Linked DNA regions of Mus musculus: all the other regions are linked to region 1. Evidence: chromatin contacts called from public Hi-C and HiChIP or PLAC-seq data. All regions are on one chromosome and are shown on one strand. The core of a region is the stretch at or near the end of the contact, and the rest is flanking DNA. Distances in the headings are between cores, read along the strand shown. Region 1 overlaps Snd1 (staphylococcal nuclease and tudor domain containing 1). Region 2 overlaps Snd1 (staphylococcal nuclease and tudor domain containing 1). Region 3 has its middle 16 kb from the start of Gm38779.

Evidence for each region. Hi-C and Micro-C count contacts between places; a contact is called where the count stands out from the background. HiChIP or PLAC-seq counts read pairs in DNA pulled down with a chosen protein or histone mark.
Region 2: a Hi-C map of cortical neurons shows a contact between it and region 1, with 2.1 times the contacts expected there. The contact joins two enhancer-like sites. A contact is called at or near these places in 2 of 39 promoter capture datasets (the C10 cell line and embryonic stem cells), 3 of 15 datasets of contacts at CTCF or cohesin (embryonic stem cells, large pre-B cells and pro-B cells), 102 of 484 Hi-C or Micro-C datasets (3T3-L1-derived adipocytes, the Ba/F3 cell line, the C10 cell line and 55 more), 9 of 115 datasets of contacts at active chromatin or transcription factors (astrocytes, differentiating embryonic stem cells, embryonic stem cells and 4 more) and 2 of 9 other capture datasets (adipose tissue and embryonic stem cells).
Region 3: a contact with region 1 is called in an H3K4me3 HiChIP or PLAC-seq map of forebrain, with 5 times the contacts expected there. The contact joins two enhancer-like sites. A contact is called at or near these places in 2 of 484 Hi-C or Micro-C datasets (brain and cortical neurons) and 6 of 115 datasets of contacts at active chromatin or transcription factors (VIP interneurons, astrocytes, embryonic basal ganglia and 3 more).

Annotation. Positions count from the first base shown.
Region 1 is chr6:28,535,368-28,539,598 of GRCm38.p6, forward strand. The region is part of intron 9 of Snd1 (staphylococcal nuclease and tudor domain containing 1); the gene reads left to right. Among named protein-coding and RNA genes, the nearest start is that of Snd1, 57 kb to the left of the region's middle. Within about 2 kb of position 2,689, at least 37 of the 459 cell types and tissues checked have an H3K27ac peak or open chromatin away from gene starts, as enhancers often do. A contact at or near this core is called in VIP interneurons, brain, cerebral cortex and 2 more, where this site is marked.
Region 2 is chr6:28,888,631-28,892,986 of GRCm38.p6, forward strand. Snd1 (staphylococcal nuclease and tudor domain containing 1) reads left to right here. Exons shown (of 24, transcript NM_019776.2): 24 at 1-202. Among named protein-coding and RNA genes, the nearest start is that of Lrrc4, 59 kb to the left of the region's middle. Within about 2 kb of position 2,016, at least 13 of the 459 cell types and tissues checked have an H3K27ac peak or open chromatin away from gene starts, as enhancers often do. A contact at or near this core is called in cerebral cortex and cortical neurons, where this site is marked.
Region 3 is chr6:28,979,555-28,983,705 of GRCm38.p6, forward strand. No RefSeq gene overlaps it. Among named protein-coding and RNA genes, the nearest start is that of Gm38779, 16 kb to the left of the region's middle. Within about 2 kb of position 1,542, at least 115 of the 459 cell types and tissues checked have an H3K27ac peak or open chromatin away from gene starts, as enhancers often do. A contact at or near this core is called in VIP interneurons, brain, cortical neurons and 1 more, where this site is marked.

The sequences.
Region 1 (4,231 bases), core at 1,439-3,938:
GCACAGCAAAGCTAATTTTTATTTCCTATACTTTGTGTGTTCTCTGAAGTTAATATTGTTTTTAAACATTTACATGCAAATATATTACACACATTATTAATTCAACTCTCAGTTCTCTGCCTGTATGTTTTTGTCTCAAAACATCCATTCAGTTTGCTCCTCTTACCTTCGGTAATTCTGTCTTGAAACCTGGGCAGTGCCAACCTGGACTAACTGATTGTTTTTTCTCACAGTATGAATTTTACCTTCAGATTTCTTTGACATTATCATAGGTGGTTTCTTTGTCTTGCTTTAGATTAGGACTATGCTTTCTGCACCCTGTGGATTTTCCTTGATTCACTCCATCATTTTCGTGGCATACTTGTTCCTTTCTTCATGACAGCAGACTAGTTGAGGTAATCTTTGAAGCCATTCCATTTATCCTTGGTTAGTCATCCAGTCTACTGTGCCCGAAGCCATTTTCCAGGAGTCCTGATATAGGATTGCTGAGAGGTCATTTAGGTTTCTTAGTTTAGTTTCCCTAATTTCCTAAATTTCCTAGGATTTTGTTGTCATTTAGTCCCCCCACCCCTTTTGGTGATCTGAATGACTGATATTTTTTCATCCATGTATGAGTCTTTTTCTTTCTAGAAAGAATTATGGAAATCCTTTAATGATGTAATGTTGTGCTCCAGTCTTAGCTCTCCAGGTTCACGTCTCCCCTAAACGGCTTTGTCACCTTTCATTTATTTTCTCTGTTCTTCCTTTCCCAGAACTGCTCACATTTGGAAGCTGTACTTGGTGGCTAATGTTTGCATCTTTCCTTCTTATTTTCTTTGTCTTAAAAAAACCTGTTTTGTTGTTTTTGAGATGAAGGTTGTATTGTATAGCCTGTGCTTATCTTGAATTTAAGATTCTCCTTCCTCAGCCTCCAAAGTGCTGGGATGATAGGCATGCATGCTCCCTCCCTCCTTATTCATCCTTCCATTTCTAAGAATTTCACTTGTTCAAATGCATCTCTTCTATTGCTATTTAAAACCAAACTTGTAAAACTCGTTTCAGGTCATGTAGTTCTCTGAAGAATTACCTTTCAGTCTACAGTTTTCCTTTGTGTTCCTTGTGTCCCTCTGTTGGTTATTTTGGTCCACCATTTTTCATATTCGAGGCTCCTCAAGTATTTGATAGACTTTGGTTGTCTTTCATTTAAGAATAAGGTTTTAAAATACTAAGTTACAAGCATTGAGACTGTGCGGATTTTGGGCATATGTCTTGAAGTCTAGCAGCTGTTTCAAAGATTTGAAGGCAGTCCTGGTTTTCAGCTCCTTGGTTGTTACTTAAGATGCCAGATTTGGTAGTTCCGGAGTCTTTCTGGACAGCTAGGGGAGAGGGAATGGGGCTTCCGCACTCTCTATCAGATCACCTGTTCGTTTCCTCACTTCTGCCACAGGATTTGGTTTTTAGTGAGCCTGTGGAGTGAGCTAGTCATCCATTTACACACTGGCTTTCAGGATCTTATGGCTGGCAGACCTGGTCTCAGATTATCTTTATATTCTTGAGCTTATGTAAGTAGATGAATAGGTGGGTTAAACACATCCTTTAATTTTTGTTGTTGTTGTTTGTTTAATAATTGTTTAGAGAAGGAACCAAAAAAAAAAGCATTTGGATCAACTTCCTTGATTGGTACCTAATATTTCACTGTGAAGCTATACCATAATTTATTTAACTAGTCTCCAGAAGGTTGCTATTCATGTAAGCTGGTAATTTTTCCCATACTTAGAAAGTGTACTGAGTGTCTGTAAATGCTAGTTATTTCCTCAGAGGTAGTTGGAATATTTTTGCAAATAGGTCTTCAGAACTATTAACTGATAGAAGTAGGCTTATTTTCTGATTTGTGCCCAAAGAAGGATTGGCCACCATTTTCTGAAAGGAACACATAATAAATATTTGTTAGGCTTTACACCTCACTGTTTTTTGTAACCCCAAACCCAGCTGTAGCTCAATAGTAATTTTTAAATAATTGAAAATGTTAGGAGGTGGGGGTGTAGCTCATTGGTAGAATGTTTGCCAAGTATGTGTGTGGGCCTAAATTCAATCCTTAGTTCCATTATCACTCCCCCTGCAACCCCTTCAACACACACAAAAATGGTGTGTTAATGCCCAGGAAGTTCTCAAGGCAGTCTAACAAAGGTCTTTATGGCCTAGGGCCCTCACACCCACAGTTTAAAGTCCCACAGACCTCCCCAATCAATTCCAAATAGGGGCTATTCCACAGTTACTGTGCAGTACAGGAGCTAATTCTACAGGACATCACTAAAATCGTCTGAAATCCTTGAAAAGGTAACTCCTGACCTCTTCAGCGGGGACTTCTGCGTCTCCTAGTTGAATTCTGAAAAGCTGTAGATGGGTCTTTGTTAAGAGGGTCACTATGAGAAATCTGAAAACTCAGCTAAGGATTTTCTTATACATCTGGCCTGTTGAAAAATTGGTTTTCATCATCTGCTTAAGCAGTTTTATCCCTGAAAGAAAGAAATGCAAAGGAGGCCTCTTCTTGTCTCTCCAGGTTAGCAGAGAAGCATGTTCCCTTCACAGCGATTAGCTGAGCCTGCCTGCGACTTTTGTGCCTGTTGTGGCCTGCCAGTTCCCTGCCTGCCTTCCCTGTGGCGTTTTAGCTGATCTGTGCAGTTTGTAGCCATATGGTCCCCTGAGCACGTGGCTTGGCTTCCCTGTCCTTACTGCTGGATCTGTGGGCATTGCAGATTTCACAGACCTGAATAGCATTGTTGGGGGCAGGGGGAAAGCGCTTGTCATCAAGAGATGTCTTCTCACTGCCCTGCTTGTTAGAGACCTTCTCTGCTTGATAGCATAAACAACACTCAACATTGTGTTTTGAAAAGATGTAAAATTACGCAAACTCCTTCCTTCAAGCTCATTCTTTGAGACTTTGCTTGAGAGCTCACATAGTTGGCTGGCATTGAGAGCCAAAGCCAACATTGGAGAGCAGGTTGTAAGGTAACTAGGGCTGCAGCATGGATCTGCTGGAGTGCAGGTATTTAGTCAGAATGGACCTGACTTTGCCCCGGCCACTTTTTTCTTTGATTCTAGTTCATGAATTCTTCCGCATCATGGCTATAGACGTTTGATAGGAGGTTTCTGAGATCCCGCCCCCTAGTTTACTTCCTTGAAGGATCTATCCTGATAGGTTTACCATGGCATGCCATTGCAGGGTGCTGTACTGTCCCCTGTGCTTGTCATCTTTGTGTAGCCTGCTTTAGGGAAATGTCTCTGTAAGTCCTTTGCCTGCTCTTCAGTTTTTAAAAATTGTTTGTAGTGCTGGGTGTTGAACTCAGGGTTTTTTCCCGTTTTTAATTGCACTGCTTGATTTTGTTGTTAAATTATAGGAATTTTGCAAATATTCTGAGCATTAAGTCTTTGTCAGATACATGATTTAGAAATGCCATCTTACATTTTGTGGGCTGCCTTTTACTATTAGTTGTACTTTGGTGCACAATCTAATTTACTATTTTCATTATTATGTTTGTCTTTGGTTTTTATAACCAATAGATCATTACCAAGTGCAAAACAGTGATGTTTTTGCCCTGTGATTTCTGTTAAGATATTTAACGTTTCATATTTAAGTCACCGATCCAGTTTAAGTCAGTCTTTAGTGTGGTATCAAGGCTCCAGCTCGATCATTCATGCCTTCAGCTTTCCGTATTGTCTGTTGTAGACTGCCTTTCCTCACCTACTGAATTCCCATCCTGTCCACAGCCATCTGACCACAAATGCAAAGCTTCATTTTTGTCCTTTTTTCACTCGTCTGAATTGCAAGTCTTTATGACAGTTCTATATGGCTTCTATTATTGTAGCTTTGTAGTAACTTTTGAGATAAAGAAACATGTGCTATCCAGTTTTGTTATTTTTGCCTATTTGGTGGCCCTTTGAGCTCCAAAGTGAAAATTTTTTTAACATGTTTTTCTATTTCTGCAAGGCCAGATCAAACCGATGTCAAACAACCTATCAGGCCACTTTGGGTGCTCATTTAAGTAGTACATATAGTAAGCCATGAACAATACCAATTGGCTTGTTAGCTTACTTTGTTTCTTAATACTATGGTAAAAATACCCTGACAAAACTTAAACAGTAAATGAATACTTCTGGTGTTCATTGGCTCTTCTAGCTTAGGCTACCAAATCCACATTCTAGTCACAATATATTTCCTAAGAACCACACAGGTTTGTGACAGCAACACCTC
Region 2 (4,356 bases), core at 766-3,265, 350 kb after region 1:
AACCGTGACACAGAGGCAGCTGTCAGCTGGCACCCACCTCGTCCCCCAGACCACCCTTCTTCCCAAGTGTTGATTATGTGACTTCTGATACATCCGTTCTCAAACTCCGGTGTGCCCACATCTGCCTCCTCACCAGCCTGGTCTGTATTTAAAGCTTTTGAGACCCAATAAAATAGTACCTGCTGTCTGCAGCCTTACTGTCGTGGTGGAGCCAGAACACTGTGTTCCTGACCCCAGCCAGGGGGAAGTCTGACCACAGTCCTGAAAGCAAGGCTGCGTATAGAGGTCTAGGCAGCCCTGAGGCCTGCTAAGTCCAACCATGCCATGCTGCAGGAGAGCAGACGTCTCCTTGGACTCACTGCATGTGACTGTCCTCCAGGACCTCTGCCTCGGAGTCTGCATGGCTGCAGTACCCAGAGTCCCCAAGGCTCACCCATAGCATGATCCCAGTGAGGACTCTCCCAGTTCCTACTGTGGGCTCACATTGGATTGCCAATAAGCTGGGCTTGGTAATTCGGGGTATACCCCAACTTCAGGAGACTGAGACAGGAAGATCATTAATTAATTTAAAGCCATCTTGGACTATATTGTGTTCAAGGTCAGCCTGAGCAACTTAAAAAAGTTTTAAAATGGCCGGGCCTATACCTTAATGATAAAGTTGCTTGCCTAGGTTCAGTTCCAGATAGATAGATAGATAGATAGATAGATAGATAGATAGATAGATAGATAGATAGATAGATAGATAGATAGATAGATAGATGCCCTTGTAGAATAGGGCTAAAGTAGCAGGCATCTCTGAGAGGGATCTCAGATCTAGTGAAGAAGGCATGTTGCTGTAACTGGCTCTTGCTCTGGAAGACCTGTTGCCTCAAGCTAGCTCTGACTCTAATGAGTGTTCTCAGAATCTTCAAGGTTTAGTCCTATAGAACTATCTATAGTCCATAACTGTGGGCTGGGAAAAGCCTGGAACAGCCATGTGATGGCAGAGAAAAGCCCACCTCATGCATGTGGCCCTACCCTAACTGCACACATACTTTGAGAAAATCCGATGGCTTGACCTTCCTGACCCTGATGATACTCCAAAGCTGCCTTGGCCTTCGTTTGAGGCACCAGTGAAAGTAGGCTGGCTATCCCTCACAAGCCAGACATCCCACCCAAACACTGGGCAGCTGTCACATGAGCTTCTGCTCAGGACACATCTTTAGACACAGGGGTGTTCCTCTTGGTCTTGGTGCCTGTGTAGGGCGAGAGGCAAAAATGGTAAGAACCAAGTAGGAAGGGCTGGACAGGTGTCTCGGCAATTAAAAGCATGTACTGTTCTTGCAGAGGATCTGAGTTCAGTTCCCAGCACCCAGCTAAGACAGCTCACAGCATCTGTAAACTCCAGCCCCAGGGCTCCTGTACTGTCGTGGCCGTACCCACACACAGACACACGCACATAATTTTAAAGAACAGTAAATCCATCTTTGAGCTTGGTGATGGTGATACAAGCCTTTAAAGCCCAGCACTGTGGAGGGAGAGGCAGGCAGATCTCTTGAGTTCAAGACCAGCCTGGTCCACAAGTGCCAGGACAGCCAGGGCTACACAGCGAGACCCTGTCGTGAAAAAAACAATGCTAGCACATCTTTGGAAATGAGAAGCAAGGGAATGGTTGGGGGAAGCATGGGGTCAGTCCGGGAATCCTACGGGCGCTTGCTTTCTCTCTTGAGCCCCTCAGGGCTGCTCGGAACAAGTACCAGTACTCCTGTCTCAGAGCCTCTGCAGTCAAGGGAACTGCAGCCCCAGGACTCTGCACAGCTCTTGGGGTTGTCTGCCAAATCCTCAGAGTGGTGGTGACTTAGGTGACCCTGCCGCCCCCCAGTAGGCAGTCATGCTTTTACCATGGCTTTACTTTGCTTGGTCCACAGAGAAGAGAATGGATGCCCAGCTCATTTCTTTACCTTCTACAGTGCTCCCAGTAAGGCCTCAAGGCAGGGCGCTGTGCATTCACAATGAGCGCAATCGGCAGAGGGGCAAGATGCCAACCCACTCTTTGTAAAAGGGTCTGAAATCATCTCCCCATCGTAACAGTTGCCTTGGTTACATCTGCACCCAAGGATAAGCCTTCCATAGTTTTCCAGATGAAATTACGCCTGAGCCTTCCCACTTGTTATTTCCTTTCTCTTCCAAGGCTAGTTTAGACAAAGGTCAGGGCAGTCGCCAGGTAGGCAGCCTCTGCTGCAGGCTCCAGCCTGCTGCGCCTCTCTCTGCCACGGCTGTTGAGCTGCTGGGGAGTCCGTGTTAAGGGTACACATGAAGGAGACACTCATGTGCGAATGCACTGGCGTGTTCTGTCTCCGTCCATGCTGGTCCTGCATCAGTACTTGCAGGCAAGCCCCAGAACGCCCAGACTTCTGGACTTGCTCTATGGGTTTGGAACCATGGATTATATACCTTCCCTGTGCTTTTCCAGTTTTGCCCCCAGTTGTTCATTCCCTTCTTGCCTCCCTGCTAAACAGATTAATACGCAGACAGCATTTAGCATGGCATTGGGTCCAGCAAAGTGTCAGGGCTGTTTTGAGGTCCTCGGAGCCTTACAACAGCCCAGGAGGCAGCCAGTGCTGTACACGAAAACCCAGTCATGTCCTGGAGTTTCAAGGGTCTTAAGCCCCTGGCTTGAGTGGCTTGAGAAACTTCCCAGGGGGAGAAGAGAAAGTTGGTCTGACAGATGAGGAAGGGTTTGCTCATCTCTGACTTTGTCCTGGGAATTCCTTGAACTCTGGGGTTTGATGACCGACAGGGAGATACTGGTACGTGAAGTCCCTTTGCAGTGACATCATCTTCCTCTCTGCTACACACACGGCCACCAGAGAAGGCAGGCCGTGGAGGAAAGGCCTCACCAGCTGCCTCCCTTCATTTCCGGGCTTGATTATTCGTACGTCCTGGGGAGAGTTAGTCAAAAGGACCCCTTTTCCTTGCATTAGCCCATGGTGGGAAGCATCAGGGAGGGGCAAGAGTGCTGGAGCCTCAAGAGTGGTTATTGATGTCCTAATTACAAGAGGATGCTAATTTAATTTGAACCTAATTACAGTGCACTACCCTGGGTGGCATGTGTTTTAATAATTAACGTCCTTCAGATGCGTGGGAGTGTAATAATATTTACACTAGGTTGGCCAGCAGCCTGGGGAGGCGGGCTGGGGGCCCGTACACCACCCTCTACCCGGCAGCTTGGCTGCTGGCAGGTGGGGGAGATGGCATAGTAGTCTTGGTCCCCTGGTGTCTTGTCATCCTTCCCAGGGGATATGCTTGGGTCTTGTTTCCAGCCACTTCCTTGACCCAGCAGGCTGCTTCACACTGCAGGGTGCCATGCTGGCCTTCTGAAAGCCACCAGGCTTCAGCTCCAGCAGTACTCCCATACCACACCAGCAAGGCTGCTGATCCTGCCATCCCTGCCTACTTGAGCCCTCCCAGGGAAGGGCTTGTGTAAACAGATGCCCCTTAGGAGGATGGAAGGAGAGCTACTTGGTATTGCTCCTTCCCTGGTTTGCAGGTGTGTAAGGAACACATTCAGGAAAGTGCACCAGGGGTGTAGCTCACACATAAACAAAACTCCACAAGCTGCACCACACTCAATAGAGGCCAGCAGCAGCTCCCTCCCAGTCAGCCACAGGCAGCCCCTCTCTGACCTCTGTCCGATGGATGACTTTGCCCATCTTGTGCTTCCACCTCTCGGCTCCCCCTGGCTGTGGTGTTTTATGTAGAGGACTCCCGCTGAACAGACCCCTCCCTGTGTGCTCACTTCTTCAACAAGGTGGCATAAGCATCCTCGGTTGCATTCTCCTCTGCGTTCTCTGAACACACTACTACGAATGGTTGCTACAAAGAGGGCAGAGCGCAGCAGTCTGCTGGGGCCATAGCCACACCAGTCCCTGAAGGAGAAAGCTCCACGTTAGCACCTGAAGGACTGGAGGCACTTCATAAAGGGGGGTGGGGGAGCAGAATGATAAGCAGAACAGTTTGACAGCCCACCCAACCCCAGAGCAATGTGTGTAACCAGAACATGCAGGGGTGGCAAATATCAGCACATCTAGAAGCCAAGCAGAATCAGGGGTCAGCCCTGGGTGCAGAGCTCAGCTGTGCAAGGCTCACCTAACATGAAGAGGGGCCTGTCTCAAACCCCAGCACTGCAAAAGGGAGTTGGGGGAGGGATTGGAAGAAGCCTACAGTTAAGATGCATGGGAGAACATGGGTGCCTACTGAAAAGTCTCCCGGGGCAGTTTCCTCTCAAAGCATGGCTGGCAGACCCACTCTATCAGAATCACTTGGGGTGCTCATTAAAATACAGCTGCCAAAAATAGTGTCAGAACTATATTGGGA
Region 3 (4,151 bases), core at 292-2,791, 440 kb after region 1:
ATACGCTGCTGGGTGTGACTTGACAGTGATTTCGGAGAGGTTTAACTGAGAGGTAAGGCACACCCCGAATATGCCTGCCACTACCCTGAAATCTGGGTTCCACACAGAAAAAAAGTGGGAAAGGAGAAAGACGACAGAGCATCAGCAGCCGCCCGCCCTACACTTCCTGATTCGTGGCCCCTCCCACTGCTGTGATGGACAACATTTCTTCAAACTGCGAGCCAAAATAAGCCCCTCCTTCCATAAGGTGCTTTCGTCAGAGAGATGAAAAAAAAAAAAGTAATGAAAACAAGGGACTGTGGCCTCATTTTACAGTCAAGGGCACCCTGGCTCAGGGAGGGAAAGGGACATGAAAAGACAAGGCCACACAGCTTCCCAGGGGCCAGATCAGACCTGTTTGTTACACATATTATTCTTAGTCTGGTTCTTACTTGTTAGGGACAGCTAGGGTTTTTTGTTTTGTTTTGTTGTGTTGTTGTTGTTGTTTTGTTTTGATCGTTTGGTTGGTTGGTTTGATTTGGTTTTTCATCTCTGTGGCTAATGAGGTGCTGAGGTCAAGAGGAAACGACCTGGACACAGGTGACACGTGAAAGTCCAGAGGGAGAGGTGGCTTCTGGCCTCAGGAACAGGCAGACAGAACCTTGGGAGACAAGTCACACACTTCTCTCGTAAGAGTGAGCAGAGGTGAGGAAACGTTAGAGAGGACTGAAACACAGACCTCTGGATGTTCTTCACTAGGCTCCTGAGAGCTTTCCCGAGAAAGGGGAAGGCGGGTCATCTCGATGCCCCGCCCCATTCCCCACCTCCCATCCACCCGCAGTACCCGCAGCTCACACAGCCCTGGCAGGATTTGCGCTCTGGCCTTTTGCTCTGGCAGAGCTCTGCAGTCCAGCTCGCCCCCCCCCCCCCGGGCCCCCCTCCGATTGGCTAGGCGTTTGCTATTTTGATCTGGTGGGAAAAGACTGAATCAAGGGCTGAGATAGGGAAGAGCAGACACTACTCTTTGAGGTCGGGGACTCCCTCTTAGACAGCCTGCTCCCAGCCACCCCCAGCTTCTTTCTGCTTGCTTGTCCCAGAAGTAGAGTCGGAAGCAACTAACTCTTAGAGAAATTGGTCACTTTCTGGCCTCAAGGATTCTGGTACTTAGAACAGCAATCGTGTCCCCAGACTTTCCCAAATCAGTCGACCTTCTAAGAGAAGGCGTCCTGTTAAACCATAGGCCTATGTAGTCCAGCCCTATCCTTCGCCCAGGGGTGGGGTGAACCTCAGGCGGTAGAATGGATCCCTGCAGGATTTCCTCCACTCACAGGGCGGAGCACAGCTGGAGGAGAAAGGGCAGGGTGTCCCTGCTTCTGGCCCCAGGCGTGCGCTAGACCCTAGCGGGGAAGGATGGTGTGGAGACCAACCTGCGGTACTGAGTCGCGGGTGGTGGGAGGAAGTTAATCCTTCAAACCCAGTAGGACGTTAAATTCTGACTCGAACCTATCCGGAGCACCGGGACTCTGGCGCACAGCACAGCAGGTCCATGAAAGAGCCTGAACGCGGGACCCGCCCACTCGAGGGTAGAGAGACCCAGTGTGGCTCGCACACGTGTGTGTGTGTGTGTGTGAGTGTGTGTGTCCGCGGGTGTCTGCGCGTGCAAGTTGAGAGGGTCTCGGCGTCCCCCGCACTCTCTCTTTTCTCTCTGGGATTCTATAAATTTGCCTTCCTTTGTTCTCAAAATAGTACGTGAGCGCTGCCGGCGCTGCTCTCGGGAGGGGTGGGGGCTGCTGCGCGCTCGCTCGCGCGCAGAGTTAGCTGCAGGGTTACAAACAGTCTCTCCTGCTCCCCCGGCCTGAATTAATGTGTTACTATTTCGGGCGAGCCAGTGTTTCCAGGGGAAACCTAATGACGCAATGACGTCAATGCAGGTCAGCAGCAGACTCTCCGGGAGGGCGGGCGGGCTCCCGGCTTTCAGGCTCCGCGCAGTCTGCGGGCGGGAGGGTGCCAGCGAGGTGGTGAGGGCGGTGGGTGCGGGGACGCAGCAGCCCTGGCCAAGCCCAGAGACCGGAGGACACCCCCCTCCCAGCGCTCTAACACGGGTAACTTCCCGCTGCCCGGAACGGAGTTTCTCCGTTACCCACGGACATCCAGGAGGCCGTGTGGAGGGCAAGCAGGGTAACCCCCACTCCTAAACCACCTCTATCCAAGGGGAGCCCGAGGAGCCAGCAGGTCCGGACACTCTGAGGAGGCTCCTCGTGGGGCCTCCCACGCACAGGTACGCGCTGGTCCTCTGGGTGTCTTCAGTTTGGGAGGGAGACACATTTCCATCCACTCTCCTCTACTGTCCTGGCACCATAAATGGGCGTCTGGGGAAAGAAGAAGAAGCGGTGTCTTAGGAGGCACTCTTCGCTTGTGGCACCCCTTTTTTTGTGGGCCCAAGAGCCGACTGCTCTACTTTAGCATCTTCCCTGGTCTCAGACTAGAATTGGAACTTCCTTCCTGATTATGCCTCCCTTGGGGTCACCATCTGAGGCCCAGACACAAAGCGGGAGGGACATCCAGGCCATACAGGCCAAGGTGATGCTAGGCTGGAGAGGTACTTTGTAACCTGGTGGGAGCCAGTGTTGTTTAAAGAGGGAGAACAGAACTGCTTGAGTGTGTTTGGTGTGCCCACAGGGTGTGTGTGCACCTACCCACGGGGGTCTATGTGCAAATGTGTCTGTGCCACCCGTGTACATGGGAACGCCTTACGTATCCTTCCTTGCTATGTATTCGTGGCATCTTTCCTGAGTGCAGGAATCCTTTCTCCGATTGTTGGTCCAGATTGCACCTTGCTCCTAGGGGGATCCTGGCCAGCTTTCCCCAAGCTGACCACAGCATCAGATTGCTGCATTCTTCTCAAAGCCCAACCTGTCTTCTTGCCCCAACTAACTCGTGCGCTTTCTTTGAGGATAAGTAGAAGGAGGGGGGATCGAGAGGGAATCCCTTTCTACCCGCCCCCTCTAACTTGTGGCGGAAGCACAACCTTCTCAGGGTTCCTCCTTTTAGACCCGCTGCTCTCCGATTTCAGCACCTCGGCGTGGACAGCGCCAGGCTTGCACCTGCCTAGCCTTTTCTCTCTCTCTCTTTTTTTTCCCCCTTGCCAACTCTGGGAGCCAGGCCTAGGAGTGCGCAATCTCCGGCCCCAGCCTACTTCTCCTGGCCGGGGCCTTTTTAGCTTCTAACTAGCTCCAGAACCCAATTCCAGATCCTTCTCCCAGCCTCGCAAGGTACACCATACAGGAGGAGTCTTCTGTGTCAGGTAGCCAAGAACTCCTGCTCTGCCACCATTCTCTTTTCTCACTTCAATTATTTTAATGAATAAAATGAGATTTCCACTCCCTGAAAGGCAAGCCAGACTACTGACTGCAGAAGAGTGGGAATGGGGAGTCCTCAAGACACCCCCTCCCCAGTCTCACACCCCCTCTTTTGCTTCTTTTCCTATTCTAGGCCTCCTTGGGTCTGAGGCCTGGGGTAAATTCACAGCCCCTCACTGGTCACAGGACTCCGGGGCTCTGTATGGAATAATATTCAAGGAGGATCTTGTAAGAGTATGCTCTGGGCTTCCCAGGAAATTTCCAGGGATACATTTGTTAATTAATTAATTGATTATTTTACTTATTTTTGTAGTGATAGAGTTCTATGCAATTCACACTTACTAGGCTGTGACCACTTGGCTAACTGGAGAAGGCAGCACACACATGCTAGCACTGATGGAATTCCAGATAAAGCAACTGCCTGCAGCTTGCTCCATTCCTGCATCCATGACCAGCAAGGCACTGGGATGTTGTCCCAAACACACTGCAGTCCTCCCTCTTCTTAATCTCATCATCACCATCCCAGCTCCTCCAGGAAGAGCTGAGAGGGCCCGTGGGACATCCCAGTTGGCTCAGGGACTAGCAGGAGAAAAGCAGGGAAAGGCACCCCTTCTAGCTTCAGAGACAGGCAGAGCCCCCTCTGCTTGGAAGCCTGAGCTCCAGTTAGTTCTTTTCATTAAATATTCTCTCTGGGCAGGAAAGATTAGGCCAACATTGTCAGGTCTGACTCGGGGCAGATCCAGGTGCTGCCTTTGTACTGCCAAGGTCAGCAGAATGGAATGAGATCTAGGCTTGGGGAGATGGTCACCCCTC